Linked DNA regions of Mus musculus: regions 1, 2, 4, 5 and 6 are each linked to region 3. Evidence: chromatin contacts called from public Hi-C, HiChIP or PLAC-seq, Micro-C and promoter capture Hi-C data. All regions are on one chromosome and are shown on one strand. The core of a region is the stretch at or near the end of the contact, and the rest is flanking DNA. Distances in the headings are between cores, read along the strand shown. Region 1 holds the start of Mrpl33 (mitochondrial ribosomal protein L33). Region 2 holds the start of AI839979 (expressed sequence AI839979). Region 3 holds the start of Ppp1cb (protein phosphatase 1 catalytic subunit beta). Region 4 holds the start of Ctbp1 (C-terminal binding protein 1). Region 5 overlaps Rbks (ribokinase). Region 6 holds the start of Ywhah (tyrosine 3-monooxygenase/tryptophan 5-monooxygenase activation protein, eta polypeptide).

What was found. Promoter capture Hi-C pulls out the DNA fragments that hold promoters and counts their contacts. Hi-C and Micro-C count contacts between places; a contact is called where the count stands out from the background. HiChIP or PLAC-seq counts read pairs in DNA pulled down with a chosen protein or histone mark.
Region 1: a Hi-C map of B cells shows a contact between it and region 3, with 10 read pairs. The contact joins the promoter of Mrpl33 here to the promoter of Ppp1cb in region 3. A contact is called at or near these places in 3 of 39 promoter capture datasets (the C10 cell line, cranial neural crest and liver), 3 of 484 Hi-C or Micro-C datasets (B cells, embryonic stem cells and myocytes), 9 of 115 datasets of contacts at active chromatin or transcription factors (the NIH/3T3 cell line, bone marrow-derived macrophages, embryonic limb bud and 3 more) and 3 of 9 other capture datasets (adipose tissue, liver and macrophages).
Region 2: a contact with region 3 is called in a promoter capture Hi-C map of neutrophils, with 11 times the contacts expected there. The contact joins the promoter of AI839979 here to the promoter of Ppp1cb in region 3. A contact is called at or near these places in 17 of 39 promoter capture datasets (the 3T3-L1 cell line, 3T3-L1-derived adipocytes, the HPC-7 cell line and 11 more), 9 of 484 Hi-C or Micro-C datasets (adipose-derived mesenchymal stem cells, cardiomyocytes, cortical neurons and 4 more), 19 of 115 datasets of contacts at active chromatin or transcription factors (DN3 thymocytes, the NIH/3T3 cell line, VIP interneurons and 14 more) and 3 of 9 other capture datasets (embryonic stem cells, liver and macrophages).
Region 4: a contact with region 3 is called in a promoter capture Hi-C map of erythroid cells, with 10 times the contacts expected there. The contact joins the promoter of Ctbp1 here to the promoter of Ppp1cb in region 3. A contact is called at or near these places in 1 of 39 promoter capture datasets (erythroid cells) and 3 of 484 Hi-C or Micro-C datasets (B cells, erythroblasts and spermatogonial stem cells).
Region 5: an H3K27ac HiChIP or PLAC-seq map of epiblast stem cells shows a contact between it and region 3. The contact joins the enhancer-like site here to the promoter of Ppp1cb in region 3. A contact is called at or near these places in 3 of 39 promoter capture datasets (the C10 cell line, embryonic stem cells and liver), 1 of 484 Hi-C or Micro-C datasets (embryonic stem cells) and 6 of 115 datasets of contacts at active chromatin or transcription factors (the NIH/3T3 cell line, bone marrow-derived macrophages, embryonic stem cells and 1 more).
Region 6: a Micro-C map of embryonic stem cells shows a contact between it and region 3, with 4 times the contacts expected there. The contact joins the promoter of Ywhah here to the promoter of Ppp1cb in region 3. A contact is called at or near these places in 4 of 39 promoter capture datasets (cranial neural crest, frontonasal cranial neural crest, maxillary cranial neural crest and 1 more), 4 of 484 Hi-C or Micro-C datasets (CD4 T cells, embryonic stem cells, erythroblasts and 1 more) and 4 of 115 datasets of contacts at active chromatin or transcription factors (bone marrow-derived macrophages, effector CD8 T cells, extraembryonic endoderm stem cells and 1 more).

Annotation. Positions count from the first base shown.
Region 1 is chr5:31,612,287-31,616,410 of GRCm38.p6, reverse strand. Mrpl33 (mitochondrial ribosomal protein L33) reads right to left here and starts at 2,460. Exons shown (of 4, transcript NM_025796.3): 1 at 2,389-2,460; 2 at 1,790-1,808; 3 at 1-30. The coding sequence starts at 2,410. All of the region lies in intron 2 of Gm38424 (a long non-coding RNA gene), which reads right to left.
Region 2 is chr5:31,568,969-31,572,657 of GRCm38.p6, reverse strand. AI839979 (expressed sequence AI839979) reads left to right here and starts at 1,261. Exons shown (of 3, transcript NR_102275.1): 1 at 1,261-1,474; 2 at 1,739-1,858; 3 at 2,228-3,066.
Region 3 is chr5:32,457,043-32,460,777 of GRCm38.p6, reverse strand. It overlaps Ppp1cb (protein phosphatase 1 catalytic subunit beta), which reads right to left and starts at 1,808. Exons shown (of 8, transcript NM_172707.3): 1 at 1,371-1,808. The coding sequence starts at 1,422.
Region 4 is chr5:33,273,652-33,277,736 of GRCm38.p6, reverse strand. Ctbp1 (C-terminal binding protein 1) reads left to right here and starts at 2,733. Exons shown (of 10, transcript NM_001198861.1): 1 at 2,733-2,958.
Region 5 is chr5:31,628,573-31,632,236 of GRCm38.p6, reverse strand. The region is part of intron 7 of Rbks (ribokinase); the gene reads left to right. The region is part of intron 2 of Gm38424 (a long non-coding RNA gene); the gene reads right to left. Among named protein-coding and RNA genes, the nearest start is that of Mrpl33, 16 kb to the right of the region's middle. Within about 2 kb of position 1,951, at least 145 of the 459 cell types and tissues checked have an H3K27ac peak or open chromatin away from gene starts, as enhancers often do. A contact at or near this core is called in the NIH/3T3 cell line and epiblast stem cells, where this site is marked.
Region 6 is chr5:33,016,880-33,020,510 of GRCm38.p6, reverse strand. It overlaps Ywhah (tyrosine 3-monooxygenase/tryptophan 5-monooxygenase activation protein, eta polypeptide), which reads right to left and starts at 1,695. Exons shown (of 2, transcript NM_011738.2): 1 at 1,357-1,695. The coding sequence starts at 1,443.

The sequences.
Region 1 (4,124 bases), core at 1,211-3,710, 850 kb after region 3:
GCTTGGCTCACTAGTTTCACCAGGATAGTTCTAAGATCAAAAAAATGCACTGTCACAAGCTCAAAACACATTAGGTAGGCCGCCAAGAACACACAGCACACTTTGCTATGGAGTCATAGTGGCCCTAAGAGGGGTCCATGCCATGACAGTCTACATTTCCCATTAAACTATTTCAACGGCTCTTGACCTACAGTGACTCCGTGACAACCTTGCCAAAACAGCGGCAGTGAGGAAGCCAAATCAGAGAATCAGCCTCTGAGGGCATCTCTCATGAGGAGCAGACATCTGGTGGGAGAATATATAGGGTGACAGTAGTCACAGCTACATACAGTAAGGCAACCCTGAAGATGGCTGCCTAAGGAGAGCCAATCTTCCAAAAAGACTGATAGCAAGAAGGGACAAAATAGATCTCAAGTTTTACATCACTGATGCACAGGCCCTGGGCACCTTTGTATCTCATTTAGCCATCCAAACCAGCAAACTTATCATTTATCTCCCTGACCTTTGAATACCTGTGCTGTTACTTTCTCGTATGTGTGTGTCATCTTTGCCTCCCCACATAAGCCATTCGTCATGCCATTACACATCTGAAGCACTTGAAACCACAATCGGGCATGGAGGCTCACATCTATAATTTCAGCACTCTGAAGGCTGAGACAGGAGGATCAACCTGGACCACAGACTGAGATCCTGTCTCAAAACAAAATAAAGCCAAGAAGGCCACATTACTCCTCAAACAATGCCCCTGAAGACTACAGTATTTGTTGATGGAACAAGAAAGACAATGATGCTAGGTATGGTGGTACAGGCCAATAACCCTAACCACTTAGGAGGCTGGAGCAGGAAGTTCACAAGTTCAAGGCCAACCTGGGCAACTCATTGAGTCTGAAAACTTAGAAAAACAAATATGAGGCTGAACAGAATTCAGGAAGAGAGCTTGTGCCCAGCATGGGCCTAGGTTCAATGCCCAGTACTGGAGGGGAGAGAGGGTTATATAATTAACATAATTATCCATTCAGTCACACGGATTCAACAAGTCTCTATGGGGTACTTACTCTGTGAGGAGCCCTACAAGACACTAAGTCTGTGCCTCCTAGGGCTGAAATTATGGAACAGATGGACTGGCCCATAGGCAAGGCACAGGTCTAGCCTCTCAGTTCCAGCTGCCTAACGCTTAGCTCTGCAATCTTTCTAGTGCTTGGACTGACTTCTATAAACAGGCTCTAGGTTTCCATCAAATCAGAGCTCATCTGTAGATTCCTGCAGAAGACTCAGGCAAATGGCTCTGGTTAGGTAGAGCCAAACAGATCACCAGCCTGATGCTTGCTTTAGGAGCAAAGCAATGAACTAATAGATTCTGAGGTGAGACCAGAAGCAAAGTTCCTTTACACAAAGGCTGTGAATACTCCCTGGGACAGAAGGGAGACAGCACAGTCCTCAACTTACATCCTCAGTTTACCCAGTGCAAATGCACTGCTTTGCAAGAGGCCACATTTCCCACTGTGCTCTCTTCCCCAGTTAGTAACGGGTACCTCGGCTTCCTACCAGCCACAAAGGGAAGAGGAAGCAGGGTTGCTAAGCGACATGATCTGTGGTTTTGGTATATCAGATGCATTCTCAGCTTATGTATCTGCAACCCAGGATCGAACTGTCAATGGTAGCACCATCAAAGGACTTTTCCCCCAAGGTGCTCACATCAACAAAATAATTAACCAAATAAATAACCCCAGATCAACTCTTGGGAGATCAAACCCAAACACTGGGCCAATAAAACAAAAACCTTACTTACTTTGACTTGCTCTTGGCAACTTGTGTGTGTAAAGGTTGGAAGAAAGAAAAAAGATAAGGTTGTTATTTTTTTCATTCGAAGTGCTTATCAACATTAGTTGTAACCAAAAACACTTTAAAAGTATTCCCCACTTTACACTAAAATAACTTTTTCCTGGTGTGAGTCTGGCCCACACAATTATGAATGTTTTGTTGTTGTTGTTGTCTTGGTATAATCAACAGTTGTCTGCCATCTTAACATCGTTCTAAGTAATATCTGCTCTATCCCCACCCTTCTATAGTGTAAATATTTGTACTGCAACACAGCTCTTGTTTGAACTTTACAGACTGCAGCAAAGTCGCCTGAGATGCTAACTCTAATCAGGATGTCAGCCAGGAGCCAGGCAGCGGGGTAATACCACAGCGGCCAGTAGACATTCTTCGGACACCCCTGCAGAGGGCGACGGGGCTCCCGCCGCCTTCTCACCAGACCCGGAGGCGCGCCGCGGGGTGGCAGCCGCCGCGCCAGGTCCTCCACCCCTCCGGGCTCCACCTCGGGACCTGCGGGTCACCGCCTCGGCTCCACGCCGCAGGCCCTGCCGCCGCCTCAGACCGACTTACAAGAGACAGCGGAGAGCAGCATGGTCCACCGATTCTCACCGAGACCCGCCTAAAGAGCTCAACGACTACTTCCGGGGCATGCGCGGGTTCCGGTAGAAGGCTCAGGAAGTGGACAGAAGCCACGCCCTCCCCTGAAGTTCGGGCAGTCTCTGACTCAGTGATTTATTGGTAGTGAATTTTGTGGTATTATGGGAAGGACCCCCCCTCCATACAAAAGATAATACTGCCAAATATCACAATACCCAGATCTGCCTGGCTCCAAAACATGTAGCCTTTCCCAAGAGACACTGATCTATCTTTTTTTTTTTTTAATTTTATTATATATTTTCTTTATATACATTTCAAATGCTAGCCCGAAAGTTCCCTATATGCTCCCCTACCCACCCTGTACTGGGGCATATAAAGTTTGCAATACCAAGGGGCCTCTCTTCCCAGTGATGGCCGACTAGGCCATCTTCTGATACATATGCAGCTAGAGATACGAGCTCTGGGGGTACTGGTTAGTTCATAGTGTTGTTCCACCTATAGGGTTGCAGACCCCTTCAGCTCCTTGGGTGCTTTCTCTAGCTTCTCCATTGGGGGCCCTATGTTCCATCTTATAGATGACTATGAGCATCCACTTCTGTATTTGCCAGGCACTGGCATAGCCTCATACGAGACAGCTATACCAGGGTCCCTTCAGCAAAATCTTTCTGGCATATGCAATAGTGTCTGGGTTTGATGGCTGATTATGGGATGGATCCCCGGGTGGGGTAGTCTCTGGATATTGTACTCTGATCTACCATTTGCCCAGCAATATTTTTATGCCTGTGCAAGAAGTCCTAACTCCACCACCAGGGACCTCACTGGTAACTTCATCTCCCAATTAATAATCAGGATTTTATTATTTTTGCTGTTGTTTTGCTTAATTTGTGTGTTTATAATGACTCTCCCTATATTATAATTTATTTTTACGCCTGAGTGTTTTGCTTGCTTGTATATTTGTGTACCACTTGTGTGCCTGGTACCTGAGAAGTTTAGCATCATGCTTCAAATCTGGAACCAGAGTGTTATGATAGTTGTGAGCCACCATGTGGGTACTGGAAAGCAAACCCTACTCCCATACAAGAGCAACAAATATTCATAGTGGCTAAGCAATCCTCTCTGGCCTGTTGTTGTTGTTGTTGTTGTTGTTGTTGTTGTTGTTGTTGTTGTCTTAAGTGATCTTCTCAGCAATGCTGTATTTCCATTTCCATGTGAGGAATCCAAGGATAAGAATAACTAACTTGGCCAAGGCTGTTCCAGTTATTAGTGGAAAGTCTAGGTCTTGAATCCAAATCTTCAAAATCTGGAGGTCATATTTTAAATTTTCAAATATGGCAGGCATGTACTTAGTGCTAGTCTAGCTAAATCAGAGAGTTCCAGGTTCAGTAAAGATCCTATCTCCAAAAAAATTAAATAGGGTAGAGAGAAAGCAACATTGGCCTGTCCTCCACACATGCACATATGTTCATGTGTGCCAGTTCACATGTACACACATATAACACAGGAACACAAAAAAGATACCATGTCTCTTGAATGCTTGAATGGAGTGTGAAGGAGGCAATTACTTTCTCCTCCCATTAGGTACATCTGCCTGTTATTTACACCTAACACAGTGCTGGCAGCTGGTGACTTGATTAAGATGTTACTGATACAGATGTAATTCCAGATTTAGTTTTTCTTTCCACCTGAACTTAGCCCTCTATGCCTTATAA
Region 2 (3,689 bases), core at 12-2,511, 890 kb after region 3:
CAGGATCTCTGGAAGAACAGTTAGTGCTCTTAACTGCTGAGCCATCTCTCCAGCCCCACCTAGGGAATTTTTAATAATTGAAATTACCCAACATATGTAATGGAATGTCTCATGCTTACATTCAGAAAAGAAATAATAAAAAACAAATCTTGTTACGAAGAAAACCGGGTATGGAAATACCAAGTCAATGAACTTGGTCCAAGTTCAAGGTCAGTAGAGGGGCTGCACTCCCTGTGCCTCGATCCCAGCCCTTCTACTCTTACAAACATGCAGCATGCCTACTACTCCGACTTTTCTTTCCTTTGTTTTTAAAGACAGGGTCTCACTATGTAGCCTTGGCTAGCCTGGAACTCACCATGTAGACCAGGATGGACTCTTAACTCCTAGAGATCATCTGCCTCTACCTAGTGCTAAGATTAAAGACATCCTCAGTGTCCCCCATCCTCCAGTGTCCCCATCCTCCAGTGTCCCCCATCCTCCAGTGTCCCCCATCCTCCAGCTCACCTGCTGCATCTGAGTTCCCACTGTAAAGGAGATCACAGATGTTTCCCCACTCGGGGTTGGTGAAGGTTAAGGGGAGCATCAGAGAGACCTTAAGTCTGGTTCTCACCGACTTTATACCTTGCCCAATGGCACATGCCAGCATGAGAAACACGGAAATTTGGCAAACCATGCAATCTACCAGGAACTCAGCTGTGAAGGGAGAGACAGTCCAAGATTGCCTGCAAAGTTTCTGCTTCCTCTCAAGCCCTCCAGAGGCCCCAGAGGAAGGAGTCCTGACCCTGCCATCTTCCTTAGACTCCAGGGCCTCCTTTTCTCTAAAGAGGCGTGGAGGGTGCTGAGTGTGGGGTGAAGGGGAGATCAGTGCAGCCAGGCTGCAGTCAGGCACAGGAGGCTGACCTTCAGTTAGCTGCTGCTAGACTGAGCTCCCACTAGTTACCTAGGAAGGCACCCAAAAGCACCGGGAGGCTGGGGGGCGGCGGGTTGGGGCAGAGACCACCCAGGAGAAATGAAGGGCTTGGTGTGGGGAGGGAAAGGAGGAAGCGGGGTGGGGGCAGTATCAGAGAAGAAGGGGCACTAGAGAGTGAGGAAAAAAGCAGAAGTCATTGTGTGGGGAGAAGGTTGAGGGATGATGCCGAAAAAGAGGAAGGGGTCAGCGGTGGCGGTAAGACTTTGGAGAAGGAAGGAGAAAGTCGAGAGGGAGGGAAGAGGAGGCGGTCCTGATTCTCCACTTTACTGCCCATTCCTTCTCCCTTGCTGAAACATCCAGCCGGTGCCTTTGTGGCCTCTTGGGCTGGGTTGCAATCTCATGCCAACCCGCTTGCCGGTTGTCAGGAGGCCTCTGGGGAGGACGCTGCAGGAGCCTCAAACGCCACCTACTCCCGGCCTCTCTCCCGGTTGATGTTTCTATTTTGGGCACCACATTATTTCCTGCTGTGATTTTTTTTTTCAGGCTTCTAATTCAGGCTCTGAGGTAAGCTGTGACATCCGCTCGTGCCCGCAGGCCCCTCCCGCACACTGCTTGTCCTCCTGGGGCGCGGGCACCCCTCAGGCCCAGCAGCAGTCCAGCCACTGCGGGGAGTCTTGGCAGGGCCTGCCTAAAAATAAGCTTTCGGATTTCCCCTCCCCCTGGTAGGGCAAAAGGAGGCTAGCTGGAATAGATTTCTAGGCAAGGATTTGAGGGGGTGATGGAGTGAGGTTGACAGGGACCTGCTATAAACTGTGCCATTGTGCCTAGGAATGGGAGTCCAACGCTTCCGTGTCCGAAGTCTGTTTAACTATATTTGGACAATGACCCTTTAGAGATGCTGATAAAGGCTACACAGAATCCCAGAAACTGTCCACAACAAACTCACAGGTAGGTTCCTGGTAATTTTGGGTTTGTGCACTTCCTTGAGTCGGGGAGCCCTTGTTCAAAGCCCTGGGTATGCATGGACGCCTCCCTCCCTGATCTCTCCTCTCAACCTCAGTATGCCTCATTATATTTAATCAATATGTGCTTAAAAAGAAGAAGTCTCTGTATGTGCAAGTACTTCAAGCACAGGCAGATTATAAGCTATGTCCTTAGGGAAACAACAGCCTCTTAAAACTGTCTTCTGGTTTACTCCCAAGGACCTGCTGGCCATCTGGCAGTGAGGGCACCCACTGCATTGGGTTCTGGCAGATTTAAGTTCCGAACTCAATTAAGTAGGCTCTGTTTTTGTTTTTCCTGACTTCTCTCTCACAGCAGACAAAATGGTAAAGCTCCCGGGAGTCTCACCCATCCCAGTCCATGGGGGTGACTTTAGCTGAGACTCCTAGCAGTGAGGATATGGAGCCTGTTGTGCTTGTAGACAGGAGCCTAGCATAACTCCTCTGACAGCTACCCAGCAGCTGACTGAAACAGATGCTGAGTCCCACAGTCAAACATTAAATGGAGCTTGGGGACTCTTGTGGAAGAGTTGTGGGAAGGATTGCAGGCCCTGAAGGAAATAGGAACTCTACAAGAAGACCAACAAAGTCAACTAACCTGGACCACTAGGGGCTCCCAGAAACTGAACCATCAACCAAAGAGCATACACAGGCTGGACCTAGGCCTCCTTGCACATATGGAACAGATATGTAGCTTGGTCTTCATGTGGATCTCCCAACAACTGGAGCAAGGGCTGTCCCTGAATCTGTTGCCTGCCTGTGGGTCCTGTTCCCTTAACTAGGCTGCCTTGTCTGGCCTCAGTGGGAAAGGATGTGCCTAGCCCTGCAAAGACTTGATGTACCTAGGTTGGGGGATAACCGAGGGAAGAGGGAGGGTTCCATCTTCTCAGAGGAAAAGGGGATGGGGGACTGTGTGAAGGAGGTACGGGGAGAGGGGAGCAGCAATTGGGATGTAAAGTGAATAAATATATATATCAATGAATAAGTAGGAAAAACGATCAAGTTCCTCACATGGCTGAAAGTGAAAGAGGCAGCGTCTTTTAAAAGGTCTTGGTCACTGGAGGTTTTTTTTTGCTTTTGAATCACATGCACCTTGTCTGCTGTTGCCTTTATGAACATGTAACATCCAATAAATTTTGTTTTTTAAATCTTTATCATATTTTATTTGTGTGTGTGTCTGTAGACCAGGGTGGCTTCAAACTCAGAAATCCTCCTGCCTCTGCCTCCCAAGTGCTGGGGTTAAAGGTGTGCACTGCACACACACACCACCACTGGGCCTGGCTAATTTCTAGCCATACTACTTACTAGGAGGCAGAAACCCTGGGAGGTAACTAAGTCTCCCAGGAGACTTTCAAGAATAGTATTAGGAAAATGGCTTGAGAGAGCTTGTCTACTTTGTAAGGATCTGCTGGTGCCTTGAAATCTTGGACTTCCCAGTCTCTAGAACCTTGAGAAATGAAATTCTATTTAAAGATTACTCAACCTAACGTATCTTGTATGAGCCACCCAATGACTTGAAACAGGTACACTGAGCCCAAATTAAGGAAGTGATGTAAGATAAGCTATTTCTAGAACACTGAATGCGGACCAGGACCCGATCTCCAGGAAACTAGAGTGGCTCATTATGACATTACTAGACCTTCAAGTAGGCTTGCTCTTGACTCTAGATCCTCCATTTCCCACAGGGGTTCTCCTCCTAGCTCTACATGGGCACCAATCTGCCTGTATCTCCTTGGGAACTCTCTAGGGCTCCCATTTGCTTGTGACCCTTCACATTC
Region 3 (3,735 bases), core at 559-3,058:
ACAAGATATAAAGATTTAAAATAACTATATTTCCCTAATAGAGCCAGCCATGTACTACAAGCATAAATTTTTTTTAACTAAACAAATTTCTCACAGACCCAGCAAGATGTTTCTATCAATTAAAGACCACAAAATCCCAAGCAGTAAACACAGCAAGCACCAGGGGGCCTCCCAGGAATAACTTGATACTAAAGGAGAAGGTAAATAAGAAAGAGTTCCTGGTAAAAGTTCTGCCTTTTTCTCAGCCTTAAGGCTGCTGGAAAGCTTTTACATCTGGAGCATATAAACAGAGTTGTTTTGTTGTTGTTGTTGTTTTAAACAGAGAATAAATACTTCGTACTTTAACTAGTTAAAGAAAAGTCACCCCTCTCCACGCTCTTTGGTAAAATTCCAAACACAAACAGCTTCGCTGTAGTAAACACACGCATTCATTAGGAGGCTGACAAAAAGGACTCTTAACCACTCAAAAACGCAATTCTTTTTTACACACTCCACAATTAGTGACGACGCAAATTTTATAGCGTAAAAGGGTTCTTTTGACCAAGACCCGCCTTTAACTTCGAACAGTATCCCCCAACGGACCAATACATTTAACTACTGGCCTCTCCATCTCCTCTTTTCTCCTTATGTTCCCACCAACACAAAACTAATCGATAAAAGCATAAGAACCCGGAACTTCAAATGCTGAGAACACTTGTAAAATACCTTTTAAGCTCAAGAGATTATTCACAACAGACATTTGCTAAGTTTGTGCAGAAATTAAACTCGGCTCAAACATGTTTAAAAAAAAAAAAAAGCCCCCAAATCAACCCCTTCAGCACATGTATCCGGGCGTTTCGTATTTCTAACGGACGTCTTTAACCTGATTCAGGATTTTTACTGTTTTTTTATACTCCAGATAATAAATGGTAAACTAGTCATCGTATCCTCTCCCTAATTCTTTCTAGAGCATCCAGTAAAATGCAAACGATCCGAGAGCCTTACTGGGAAGGTTTTATGTAAAATTCACTACCGGAACGACCATCGGAGGCTGCCAAGGGCAACGCACAAAGAGAACCGAGAAATACACATTCCACGGACACACAAAGCCCAGCGGCAGGCATCCTCGCCCCTTCTTCGGAACGGTCTGCAGAGGCCAGCACAGCGGCCAAGCGGAGCCCGGCCGCCTCTCGGGAAGACTGTACCAGCCGATGGGCCTCCGGCCTCGCTCGGCCCGGCCTCCCCGCCTGCCCGCCCGCCAGCCCGCGCTCCTGGCCTCCTGGGGCACCCGGCCCGCCCGCCCGCCCGCCCGCCTGCCCTCCTCTCCGACCTCAGCTCGAGCGGGAAGGGCCCCGCGGCCGGGTGGGGAGACGAGCCGGCGCCGCACTCACCCTCCAGCAGGCGGGTGATGAGGCTGTCCACGTTCAGCTCCCCGTCCGCCATCTTGTCGGCACCAGACTCTCCTCCCTAAAGCGTTAACAGGGCTTCTCGGCGGCGGCGGCGGCTCGGCGTTCTCACCTACGAGTCACGCGGCGTTTCGACCCCGGCTCCAACTCCCCCCGGGCGCGGGCCCTCCCCCCACCCCCTCCCCGCCGAGCAGCGACAGCGCGCGCACACGCTGGCGGCGCCCACTGGAAATAAATAAATAAACAAGCAGGCCCCCAGGAACCGGGCCGCGTCAGGAACCGGGCCGCGTCAGACCCCAGCCGCCACCGCCTCCTCCACCTCCTCCTCGGCACCGCCCAGCTCCGCAAAGCTCGGCAGCGCCACGGACAGCCCCGCCCTCAGCGTCACTCCCTCCCCTCCGCCCTTGCGGGCCGCCTAGCCGCGCCGAACTGCGCGCACGCGCGCCACGTCCCCTTCCTGCCTCTCCAGCTCCCCGCCCTCCCCTCCGCGGTTGCTAACGCGCAGGAGCGATTCCCTCTCTCAGGCGTTCCACTGCAACGAACAGTCGCCACTACGCAGGCGCAGGGCGGAGCCTGCCTTGCTTGTGAACGCAGAGCCGGCGTAGGCTGGAATGACCTTCCTTCCCTGCTCCCCAGGGCCTGGTGGTTCCGCAGAGTTAACTATTGCGTTCTTCCCGCCTTGCTTTTCTTTTCTAGGTTTCAGTCACTGGTTTTCAAAACAATTGCTCGTATTTCCGCTAACCCGGAAACGTGGGTTTCAGTTGCCTATGTTGGAAACCCAGGTGTGCTGGAGATAAGAGACTTCTCTGTTGAAAAAGATTGACATTGCAGATCAAGGGCTCTGTATCACATCACCAGAGTCGCTGATTCGCCAGGTGACCCTAGAAGAAACAGGATTCAAAGTGGGCCTCAGTCAACAGCAATAAGATTTTACACGCTCCCGACATCTCCATACACTCAGGATACCACTTTTCTATAGTTCTTTTCTGTTCATTGATTTCTTATATTGCTTAATTCTCTTATCTTGTGATTTTTAAACATTTCTCTACTGCACTCGGTTCCTAGAGGATAAAAATCACATTTACCGGGCATAAGAGACCTGTAATCCCTACAACTGGGAGATGGAGGCAGAAGATCCAGAAGCCCAAGGTCATCTTCAGCTACATAATAAATGCTTGCAGTTGGGATAAATTAAAAACAAATACAGGGACTGAAGAGATGATTCAGAGGTTAGGAGCACTGCCTGTTTTTTTGCAGAGGACATGGGTTCAATTCCCAGCACCCACATGGTTACAACTATCTATCTGTAATTTTGATTCTGATAAAAATAAAATAAAAAGAAAAGGACATGATTGCTTCTAGGTATGATGAAGAAAAAGGTTTATTAGAGATAAATGGGAGAACATAGTTGGGAGGAAAGACATCTGGGAATATTCAGAGCGAGCATGACTCTGAGGGGGAGGGAAAGAGAAGATTAGGGCAGGGAGTGTGCATGCCATACATACCCTGTAACAGGTAGGAATGGCTGAGAGAACCTGGGTCCAGTAACCACTTTCACATGTTAAATAAGTACCTCTGTCATTTGTCCCAGGTTTGAGACCTAACAGTTCCAGGGCATCTGATGCCCTCTCGGTCCTCTCTATGGGCACTATACATAGTACACAAACATACATGCAGACAAAGCACTCATATGCATAAAAATACTTTTTAAAAGTAAAGAAGGAAATAGAAAAAAAAAAAAGGAAACCAAGCATGGGAAAGATCAGATTAAACCAGGGGCTTTATTTCCAAAATGCACGCTGGAAGATTCTGTTAACTTGAAAAAGATGGGCTAAAAAGTTGACTCTCTGCTTTCTAGAAACTAAGAAACTGAAACACCAGTTACAAATGGAGGTAGATATTTTGATGCCATTTCTCCAAATCTATCTCTTCCATGACTTTAAGAATTCAGAATACTTGGGAATGCTTATGTAGATGTCTTATGTTTTTATGGGCCCTATAAGTCCCAAGGAAAAGAACTTTTAAGTCTTATCCACAACTAAAGTTCAATTATATGCAGACATGCTAAAAAGGGTACCCCCGTCCAATGGGACTACAAAGAGAAAAAGTGATCATTGAAAAGAGAGTTGCTGTAAACAGGACACAATTCAGTCCGACAGAATTATGGGTTCAAGGAAACAAGAGAGAAGGTCAGAGTTTCCATTCCCCGTCAGGTTTTCCAGTGTCTTGGAAGATTGAAAAAGAAATGGGTCATAGCAGAAAATGTTGGGATTTTTTTTCCAGGGAGGGGCATCATTTTTGTTATTTTTTATTTTGAAACAGTGTCTCACTATGCAGCCCCTTGCTGGCT
Region 4 (4,085 bases), core at 1,484-3,983, 820 kb before region 3:
TTGGTGTATTTCAGCCTGATTCCAAATAGAGAGGATGTAGTATAAGGACCTATGTCTCCACTAGCTTTTCTGCTTAGTGGCCAGACTTTGGGCTCTGCCTCCTGTCCCTAATACTAACCTTCCTCTAGATGCTACTAGGTATTTTTTGAGTCACCCATCCGCATCAAGCTGACAAGCCCTGTGGGGTCTCTGCCATTTGTATCTCAACAACCATGATATCTCTTCCCCAAACCTGCAAACTCAGCTCTTCCTGGCCTCCAGCCACAGCCTTCTGTTTCCTGCACTGTATCTGGACTTTGAATTTTCTGCTCACTTTCTGGAGTGTTGTTTTCCTAAGTCTCTGCAGAGCTCCGGGGCTCCACATGTTCCCAAACACCAGGTCTCACTAACAGAGACAACACCTGTAAAGTTTCCTAATATTTTCCAGGGCCTCAGCAGATATGTAGGTAGGTGTCTATCTTTTGGTGACCAGAAGAGGAAGTAAGCATTACACTGTAGAACTTAGAGCATCAGAATATACCTCTAATATGTCTTATAGTGCATATGGAATATACCTATAATATGTCTCATAGTGCATATGCTTAAAGCTCCATCCAGTTTCCATACTATTTATTCTATAAGTTATGTAAACAATCCGAATATTTGAGAAAGGCAGAGTGTAAACCTTTCATGTTAGATTCTCAAATTACTTCGAAGAAGGGCTGGCACACAGGGCAGTGCCTTGGGCCTGTCTCTCCATAGGTCTCTTTGGTTGGGTACAAGGTATCCTCTAGTCTCAGAGGGCAGATGTGATTTGATTAAGCTGAGGGGAGTGCTGTGTTACCAGGCCCATTCCTTGGATGAAAACCTAGTACTCTCTGGTAAGGGAACAACTGGGATCCCCTTATCACTCTGATAAGTGTGATCCCAGGGAAAGTACAGCTTTGCCAGAGGATAAACAGCTGAGGCAGGCAGGATGGGTCCATTTACCAGTAACCAGTCTAACCTATGGCCTGTGGTGGAGACTGCCAGGGTAAGGGTAAAACATCATACTCTCTTACTGGCACCAGGATGATGGCTCAGGACTTCAGACCTTGAGCAATGCTGAACAGAGTGGAGTGAGGGTGAATGTGGCCCAACAGACACCAGATGCTCTCTCAGGAGCAAGTGCTTACAGGTGCCTTTGGGCAATCCTAAGGTCATAGGGTCTCTTAGGATGGGCATGTTCAGAACCACCTGTGCATCTCCACATCTCTACCTAGTGGCTTTCTACCTCACATCCGCAGGAGCAGACTCCTGCCTGCAGGGACCATCCCTGGAGTAGGAGTCCAAGCCAGTGTGATGGTGACAAGAAGCCTGGGTTTCCGAGGCTTCCTGGGAGGTTTCCGAGGTTTCCTGGGAGGCCCTAAGGGTTTTTTTTTTCTTTTTTTTTTTTCCATTTTTTTATTAGGTATTTAGCACATTTACATTTCCAATGCTATACCAAAAGTCCCCAATACCCACACCCCCCCCACTCTCCTACCCACCCACTCCCCCTTTTTGGCCCTGGCGTTCCCCTGTACTGGGGCATATAAAGTTTGCAAGTCCAATGTGCCTCTTTCAAGTGATGGCCTATTAGGCCATCTTTTGAGCCCTAAGGGTTTTTATACAAGCCCTGATATAATCCCTCACAAGGATGGAGTGATGTGGTGGTCCTAGTCACAATGTGCAAGAAAAAGTGGGAATTTGGGCAGCCTGAGAAGGAATAGGAGGTGTCACTCTGCCATGGAGTTGCTATGTTAGGATGGAACAACTGGGAGGAGCCCTTTGGATGGATCTGTAGGGAGTCACCTGCAGCTCGAGAAAACTGGAACAGACCAGGAGAGACAGTCCAGGATAGGGGTGGGGATTAAGGGAAAGTGTACATCTGCTGGCTTTCCCCCCTAGCCCTCAGTCTATTTAGGAAATACTGTAGCAGGTTTGAGACTCCACCTGTTAGATCTTTTTCTCCATCCATGTCTGCCAATAGATGGAATTGGAAGGTATTTTCAAAGCATTTTTTCTGTAAACAGATGCCCAGGCCCTTGTCATCCCTCATTGATACTGCCCACCTTTCTCAAAGATTTGATTTTCAAAACTCGTAACCATATGGCCTTCAGCATCCTTCAGTTTGGACTGTTCCCGTGATGTTATTATTATTATTATTATTAATTATTATTATTATTTTATTTTATTTTATTTTTTTTTATTTTTATTTTTTTTAACAGCTAAGCGGTATCCCTCGCTACGCCTGTCTGACAGTCCCACCAACAGTCAGTCGCTTACTCTGGGGTGGCCAGCGGGCATCTGTCCCTGCGCACAGATCACTTTCCCTGGCTGGGGCGCTGTCCAGCTCCTGGGTCCTGGGTCCGCGGCCCCAGCTCTAGCGCACAAGGGGCCGAGTGAACCGCTCTCGCTGTCCTCTTGAGGCCCCGGCGACTAGACTGGTAGCGCCCCACGCGGATGGGCTGCTTCACCACTCAGGCTCCGGCCCAGGTCACCGCGCCAAGGAGTGGCAGGGGCGCAGTCCGGGGTACGCGCAGGGGAGGGGAGGCCGGGGGCGGGTACAGCTGGGGGCGTGTCCAGGAAGGGAATCCAGCCTGGGAGGGGCGCTGGGGGTGGGGGCCGAGCGTCGGGCCGGCGGGCAGCTGGGCCCCTGAGCCGCCCGCGTACGTCCAGCGCGCCGCCTTGCCTGCAAACAGCAGACCAACCGAGGCCACGCCCGCGCGCGCGCGCCGCGTGTCCCCGCCCGCTCGTCGGTCGGAGCGCGGCTGGCGGCGCGGTGGCGGCTCGGCACGGCGGTGGCCGGGCGCAGGCGGCCGGGCGGAGTAGCAGACTGCGCCGAAGCCGCCCCAGGCGCAGGGCTCGCGGCGGCGGAGAGCGCCGGACTCATCGGGGCCCGCGGCCACCCGCACCTTTCAATGGGCAGCTCCCACTTGCTCAACAAGGGCCTGCCGCTGGGTAAGGCCGCGCGCGCGCATTTCCGGCTGCGGGCGGGGGGTGGAGGGGCGGGGGCGGGGCGGCCGGGCGCGCGCGGCGCTGGCTTTGTGTGCGAGTGCGCGTGCGCGCTCGCTGCGCGCGCGCCTGGTTGGGGGGGAGAAACCCAGGAGGCCAACGGGTGATGCGCATGCGCGAACTGCTGCACGCGCGTGCGCGTCCCTATTTTCCGATGCCCGCTCGCGACCCGCGCAGGTGACAAAGGGGCCTGTGGTGGTGCGACCCAGACTGTGACCGAGCCGGGCCTGTCTTCCTGGCCCGGGGTCCCGCGAGGATCCTTCTCGTGGACACCCAGCCGGGACCTAGGTGTTCCCGGAGTGACGAGCCTGCGGATTCCGCATGGGCCTCGGGTCGGCAGATCCGGGAGCGGGTAGTCTCTAGAGGTGGCGCTGAGGGAACATGGGTGGCCTACATGCCTATCACCCCTCTGGTCGACTTAGTGATGCTCAGCTTGGCACCTGGATTTGGACCACTTACGTTTTTTTTTATTCATTTATGAAAGTCCTTAAGCCACAGGGGTCCTGCCTGTGGAGGGCAGTCCTTCCTTGGCTGCGTTCCCTGGCCGCGTAGCCTGGCGCACGCGCAGCGAAGACGACCCCACCTTCGGGCGGGGCAGCCGAGAGGTTTCGGATTAGGGAGGAGCCTTTTGCCCACCGTCCAAGTGCCCTACAGTGTCCCTCTCTTTGGCGCTTCCACTTTAATGACCACACGGCTTGACCCCCAGCTCTGTTCTCACAAGGGCACTGCCTTCTTCCTTATAGCCTGAAAGCTGGCAGGGGATGAATCCTCGCAGCGTGTGCTGCCAGCAGGAAATAAGGAACTGTAGGCAGGAGGGAAAAAGGGAGGCGCCCTGTGATGGCCCACTATACCTCTTATCACACAAGGCCATTTTGCAGATCCTGTCAGTTTGTTTCAGGGTGTGGCGGGGTAAGGCCCTCCAGGCCTGCCTTCATCCTGGACTGGTGGTGGGTACTCCTCCCCTACACTGCACCTCTTCAGAGCTGAACTCCCTGGAGGCTCATGTGTATACACACACACACACACACACACACACACACACTTTTGTAGGAAGAGGCTCTGCACCCAAACCA
Region 5 (3,664 bases), core at 702-3,201, 830 kb after region 3:
CCAGGCTTGCTCAGCCACCTTTTGAGCTCTGCTCCAACTCTCCCTGGCAGTGACAGCATCTGCTCAGCCATGGAGAGCAGAGTGTTCTACCAAGCTATAGTGCAGTGGAGGTCCAGGATGTCGGTCATTGCCATGGGAAGCCCCCTTTCTGAGCCGATCTCCAGCCCCACCTCTCTTGGCTTTGACTTTTCCTAAAGCCTCTGCTCCTTATCCCCTAGGGATGTCTGAGCCTTGCCTGGCTTCCCCAGTTCTGCACTGACCCCAGGACTGTCCACTCTACTCCCGTTACTTGATTTGAAAGAACCTAGTGGGGAAACCCCCACTCAATTCTCGTTCGGCACGCACCCAAGAATCACGAACAGACGACCATCTTGATGTAAAAGCATGAGGTAGTTTAATGATGGAGCTCCAGGCCTACACGTATCTCCCGCAGGAGACAGAGGTGCTGACCACATGGTGGAGCCATAATGGCAGAGCTCCGGTTCGAAACTTATCTCACGCAGGAGACAGTGGTTTCGACCCTGAGGCTTGGAAGCTAGGGACTTTTATAGAAAAGGGGTGGGGCTGGGGGAGGAATTGGCGCGGTTTCACATGATTGGTCCATTTAAACATTAACAGACTGTCAGAAGGGCGGGAGATAGGGAGGCACTAGGCCAGTCAGGACATGTAACGACAGGCCTGCCCGGGCATGTCCTAGCCTGTTCTGCTATGTTCTCAGCCCCAGGTTTCAAAGCTCACAAACAACTCTTTGGGCTATTTGACATAAATTACATGAATCACAGGTCTCAAGGTTTATTTCCTTTCAGATTCTCATGAACTCACTAAAGGGTTCATGGAGAACCTCACCTAGCCCACAGCGGAGTGAAGGTCAAAGTTCCGGGGAAATTCTGATGGCCACTGCTGGAGCTCTTTACATCCTGGCCTGCATAATCAGGGGCTCTAGGATACTAGCTTCTACCCCTTCCAAGCCCTCTGACTCTTCTCCTCTGAGCTGGGAACAGAAAATCAACCTTGCTCTAACTCTCAAAGGATGGAGTCCCTATGATGGTGACCCCTTCTGTTCCTGGAACCTTGTCTGCCCCCACTCATCTAGGTCATGAGTTTCTACTACATGTAAAAGAAATGGCCTCTGATATACCATGTAGTCTGCCCTGCTGTGTTGAACACCCATTCTGCCAGGCTCTCCTGGACCCCCTGACATTGTCTGAATTAGTAGCTACAACAGTCCCATCATACAGGTAAATAGATGCAGAAAAGCTGAACAACCTGCCAGAGATCACACAACCAGTACATCAGTCAAATGGGGGTTTTGGATCTGTCTGACCCCACCCCATTTGTGCATGGTTCCACTTGAGAAAACATCTCAGTTGTGAGTTTTTCAAATGGCAGAGAGGCTTCAATACAAGTGAGAAGGCAACCCACTCACCATCCCTAAAAGATGACTGAGGTAACAAAGAGACTGAAGAGAGATTAAAAGGTCCTTCTGCATGGTGTCCCTGAAGTTTGGGATGCCTAAACCCAATCAGGTTCTCATGCCTCAGCTCCTGGACAGGGGAAGGAGGCAGAAGTGTATGCTTAGACATCAGTGCCAGAGGAGGGTAGGCCTGACTGCCAGGCCAGCCTAGAGCAACTGAGGCAGCTCCCTAAAATGATCCCTGGAAGGCAATTCCATTCCGAACCAAATGCAGAGAGCAGGGCTGACCCGAGTGCTCTAGAGCAAATCTGGCCCCCAGCACCATGTAGAAGGTAGTGGGGACCCTGACAATTTACATCTGCTCTCTCCTGAGCCCCTAGTCAAATCCTTGAAAAAGAAATGGTGTGTCATCATGTTTCAGCCATTTCTGAAACCACAAGCAGACTAAGGAATTCAGCCTGCAGTGTGGGCTCTGAATAGCTCTATGGAGGGAGAGGCCTTGAAAAGAAAAGCAAGTGGTATCTACTTGTCAGATGGAATGTGTGAAGACATCCAGGAGGAATGTGGGGGCTCTGTTCGGGTGGCTCGGGCAGTTTGGCCTCTGAATCATGCCATGTGGGTTCAGATTCCTAACAGATGAAGCCTCAGGGCTGACATCACTCTCGCAAGATCACCCGGGAGCTGCGGTGCTGCCCAGCAAGTGTTTTACCTTGGGGATTTTCCCAACCACATTTAATATCTGTCATTCCTTCCAACTCACCCATTTTCTGTCATCTGGAATTTGACAAACTAGGACTCTTATAAGCCTGTTTCATTGCTGGTACCCCCCTCCTGTAAGATGAGGCATTCTTAGAATGGCATGTGCTCTCTCTCTCTCTCTCTCTCTCTCTCTCTCTCTCTCTCTCTCTCTCTCTCTCTCCCTCCCTCCCTCCCTCCCTCCCTCCCTCCCTCCCATAGTTTCCAGGTAGCCTCAGCTCTGGTGACTTCTGATCTCTGTTGTTACACTTCAGCCTCTCACTCCCAGGACGACAGTACCTGCTTGAAACCCCCAGGCCTGCTCTGGCCATGGCCAGTTTCCTCCCATCTTCTCCATCTTTCTTACCTTCCTCAGTTTCCTGCATTTTCTCCTTCCTGTTGAGTCCCTCCTGGTTGTTGTTCCTCCCTCAGCAGTAAAGAGTCTCTGATTGTCCTTCTCAGCCTTTATCCCCTGAAAACAACAATTCCTCTGTTGTCCCCTTCTTCCCCCACACCTGCCTGAGGCAATCTAGTTCAAACTCTCTGCTCCTGTGGCAAGCATAGAGGAAATGGTACCTGCTGTGATTTGAATCCAATTGGTCCCCTCACACTCACATTCTGAGTGCTTGTCCCCCAGGGGGTGGCACAGAGGACCTGGAGGACAAACAGCCAGGCCAGCAGGTGAGTTGCTAGGCACAGGCCTTTGAAGGCTATGTCAAGCCACACACTCCTACCATGAAGTGCTTTTCTTGTCCTTACGGACCCCTGCCCCAGCCCTGGAATAATGAGGAAAACAACCCTCTCCTCCTCTTTTACTCAGTTCTTTGGTCACAGTGATGCAAAAGTAACCAACACGGTATCGCATGCAGGGCACAGGGAGAGATTCATGATCTTCGTGTTTATCCCTGACACAAGCTCTTCCCACAGGCAGTCAAGAAAGCCTCTCCGCCTGTCCTTCCTAAACCCTTCCCTAGACAAGACTAAGCAATGTCTGCCTTCCCTGTAAGGTTTCCACAGCAAACTTGAGCCACTGTAGTGCAGAATTACATGCAAGTGGTCATCCACACCCTAGCACAATCGAGGTCATAAAGAGGTGGCAGTCCTGCTATGTCACTGGAGTCCCACACAGATGACCTCGCTGAAAACTGTGCCTGTGAGCGCTGCCTTTTCTTTAAATATCGAAGAGTTGTTGACATGCCTTGAACCAAGGAGAATCAGTTTCCTCAGCTTTAACCTGAGGATGGCACAGGGTTGCTGCAGGCCTCCAAGACACTGAAAATCACAAGATGCCTCACTGCATGGCCTCTCGGCTTTGTGTGACTCACTCACTCACAGGCACTCGGGTGCAATGCAACTTGCACAACATAGAGCACAGTTTGAACTGTGCCTTCCTCCAGGGATCCTAGTGAACATCCAAGAAGTAACATCCAGGAGGCCCAGAAGAGCCTGACAATGAGGGAAGAAAAGAAAACCAGGTACTGCGGCCAGCCAGCTCGTGGTTCAAGTGAGGGTGCC
Region 6 (3,631 bases), core at 446-2,945, 560 kb before region 3:
AGTAATATCAGTCTTGTTTCCAAAAAATTTTGCAAAACTGTTATTTTAAATTCATTTTCTCAAAGAATCCACAATTTCTTCAGAAAAATTCATACCCCAAACCTAGAATGTTCCCTGGTATAAATGAATGCTTCTAACCAGAAAAGCATACCATAATGCTGAAATCAGTATCACCAAGGAATCAACAAATGGCCTGCCTGTGATGTTGCTGGATTCCAGAGACATCCTGCTGAATGTGTACAAGGACCCTGGAGGAAAGCTAACTTGATTATTGTTCTTACCTGAGAAAATCCTAAATGTTGGCCTCAATTTTCTATTTCATGTAGTATCAAAATACAATTTCCAAATTAAATGTGTATGGAGTATGTGGGTTTAAGAAAGCCTTTCAAAGACTAGCCATAGGTCATATGAGCTACAATTCAGGGCAGTTAATACTTAGGTCAGCTAAAAACTGCCCAAGGGCTGCTAAAATGCAGATTTCTGGGTCTCACCCTCAAAAATGTTTATGTATTTAGAAGTCTAAGGTGGAATCCAAGGAAATTTTCTCCCTAGTCTTAAGAGCTAGGTGGCCACAGTTGTAATTCTGCCACTGTGTGACCTTGACAAGAAATATTCTTTTAGAAAAAACCCAGGATGATGTGAAGAGTTGTCTATAGTGATGTGGTAACAGAACTCCAAAGTCTTGGGTAGGCAGGTAGGCTCTAGGCTAAGCTATTGACTAGGGTGTGGCTGGGCAGGTCTCCTTTACCGGAAATCAAGCTCCAGAATCCATCTCTGAGGGTCTCAGGAATGCAAAGGCCCCCAGGGTTGCTTCGTTTTCATTTCATCTCCAGGAAGGCACGCAGCATGGACCGTTGGGATGTATGCAGGGACCCACACCCTCCTTCACGCCCAGGACTGCTGGAAAGGGGTCTTCCCACACAAAGCCAGACCCGAGGTGTGGAAAGTGGGGGAAAAAAACAACTTCAGACAAGCAAACCAAACCGGTCGTAGTAGAGAAAACCAGGAGATGGGTCTCCACTCGCGGATGAGCCTTTATTACAAGTGGGTGAATGGTGGAAGGAAAGCGCCTTTCGCCCAGGTCCGGCAGAAGGGTCTAGAAGCAGGAACGCGACTTCCTCCTTTCCTCGGGCACCCCCTCCCCCACCGGGGCTCTGCGCTAGGACACGGCGACCCCCGCCCGCCAGCCACCGAGAGGCCTCCCGGGGAGACCCCGCCCCGGCCAGGCCGCAGGAAACGGAGAGTCCAGCGGCCGCCGCGCCCAAAAGGTGGCGGCGCGTAGGGAGAGAGCCGCCGCCCAGGCTCGGGCCGCCCCGCCCCGCAGCCCCCGGCCGCCCGGCTCCCCAGCGCGCTCACCGCCTTCATGGCGGAGGCCATATCGTCGTAGCGCTCCGCCTGCTCCGCCAGTCGCGCCCGCTGCAGCAGCTGCTCTCGATCCCCCATGTCGCTCGCGACTCGGCCTCGCCTCGCACGCCCACACCGCCTGCTCACTCGCTCGCTCGCTCGCCCGCCCGTCCGCTTCCCGGTCGCCGCCGAGGCCGCTACCGCGCACGCGCACTGGCTCGCCGGCTGGCGGGAGGCTGCAGGCTGCGCCGCCGCTCGCGCCTTCTCGCTGGCTGGCTGCACGCGCTGTGGCGAGCGCCGCGGAGCCGCCGAGAGAGGATAGGGGGCGCCGCGGGCGGGCGGGCGGGCGGGGAGGACGCGACCACGCCTGCGCACTCGGATCAGCCCGCCGAGCTACGGGAGGGGGCGGGGCGGCCCAGCCCTAACGGTCTTTTTAAGGTGACGTCACCTACTATAAATAGCCGCGGCGAGGGCCGCGCTGGAGAGCTGCGCAGGCGCCTTAGGAGTACTGCAGTTTACCGCCGCAGCGTTGGAGGGTGGGGAGCGGCTGGGGCGCGGCGATGGTGGTTCCGCAGGCAGGCGTTGTCGCAGCCCTGGCCAGGAAAACGCTACAGAACCCATGATAGAGCTCGGGCTTGAGAAGCAGATACCCGCAGATAACCCTGTATGGAAAAGCCGAGGCGCCCCGGACCGAGGGGCGGCTTTGTTGGGTGTTGCCACCTCCAGCAAGCGGTCAGCTCTGTCAGCGGCGTGGGGTGGGTCCTGCCCTTTGGGACAGCCCCTCACAGACACACTAGAATCCACAATACTGCAGGGTAGTGCCATCCTTAAAACTGACCTTGGGCCAGCTCTGGCTTGCACAGGAAGGGATAGGGAACTTGGCAGAGCGGAGTAGCGTTCAGGACATACCTACGGGGACCTGACTTACTGTTGGGCCTTGACTAGCACTAACCTATTTCATACAACCACTCCGGGAAAGGCTCAGCAGGTCCCCCATTCTTCAAAGCAGAAGTGCAATCTACAACCCTGGTAAACCTAGGAAAACCAAAAGTTGGCAACTATCAGGGTCGACTTAGCCTGGTTCAAATCTTTTTAGGGAATTAGTGATTATAGGTCAGAGGTGCAGTGTTGGCCTGGAGGGCCTGATGCTCAGTGGAAGAAGGAACAAAAATTCAAGGCAAGGTGACATATCCTATTTGTGGAGGGGCCAAAATCTAATTTCAGTGTCTTCTTGGATTTCTGTGGCGATGGACTGGACACTAAGCCTTCACCGCTCCTGTCGTTCTGTGCTAAAGGTCCCTGGGTTGGACCTCAAGCTAGAAAAAGTGCAATTAAAACAAAACAGTCTGGCATGGTGGAACATGTCTTTAATCCTAGTAGCCAGGAAACAAAGGAACAGGCAGGCATATCTCTGAGTTCTAGGCCAGTCAGGGATACACAGAGAAATCCTGTCTGAAACACACACACACACACACACACACACACACACACGGCTGTTACACAAAGAGAAGCCATGCACACACATAAGAAAAATCTAGCCCACTGTAGCACAGAAGAAGGGGCCTTAGGTTCACTGAGGAGTGTGTGTGTGTGTGCTCATGTTGAAGACTGCTCAGGAGCCATGTTTTTGTTTTTGTTTTTGTTGGTTTTGTTTTTTGAGACAGGGTTTCTCTGTGTAGCCCTGGCTGTCCTGGAACTCACTCTGTAGACCAGGCTGGCCTCGAACTCAGAAATCCGCCTGCCTCTGCCTCCCGAGTGCTGGGATTAAAGGTGTGCGCCACCACACCCAGCTATGATATATATATGTGTGTGTGTGTGTGTGTGTGTGTGTATATATATATATATATATATATATATATATATATATATATATGCATGCGCCACCCCCATATCACCTGTCACTGTCACACAGTCACACACTTAAGATACTTGTTAGGGGAAATATTAGCCTGGTTTGTTAACCAGGATTTGTGTTAGTAGAGGTGGCTCTTCAAATATGGTGAAACTTAACAGATGGGGACCTTCTAACCACTCAAATCCCAGCTCATGGCTGCCAGGTCCTTATTTATTTGAAAGTTTGTTGTTGTTACATTGAAACAGTCTCACATGTAGTCCAGGCTGGCCTCAAACTTGTGATTCTCCTACCATCCCCCCTGGAGTTCCCAGGTTGCGGGCACGTGCCCCGAGTTCCAGCAAACCTCAGTTTTTGAGCCTGGCATGAGCCAGTTGCACCTTTGCTGGGGTTACTGCAGTATTGAGCATGTAGCCGGTGCTCAGTGCTGGAGGC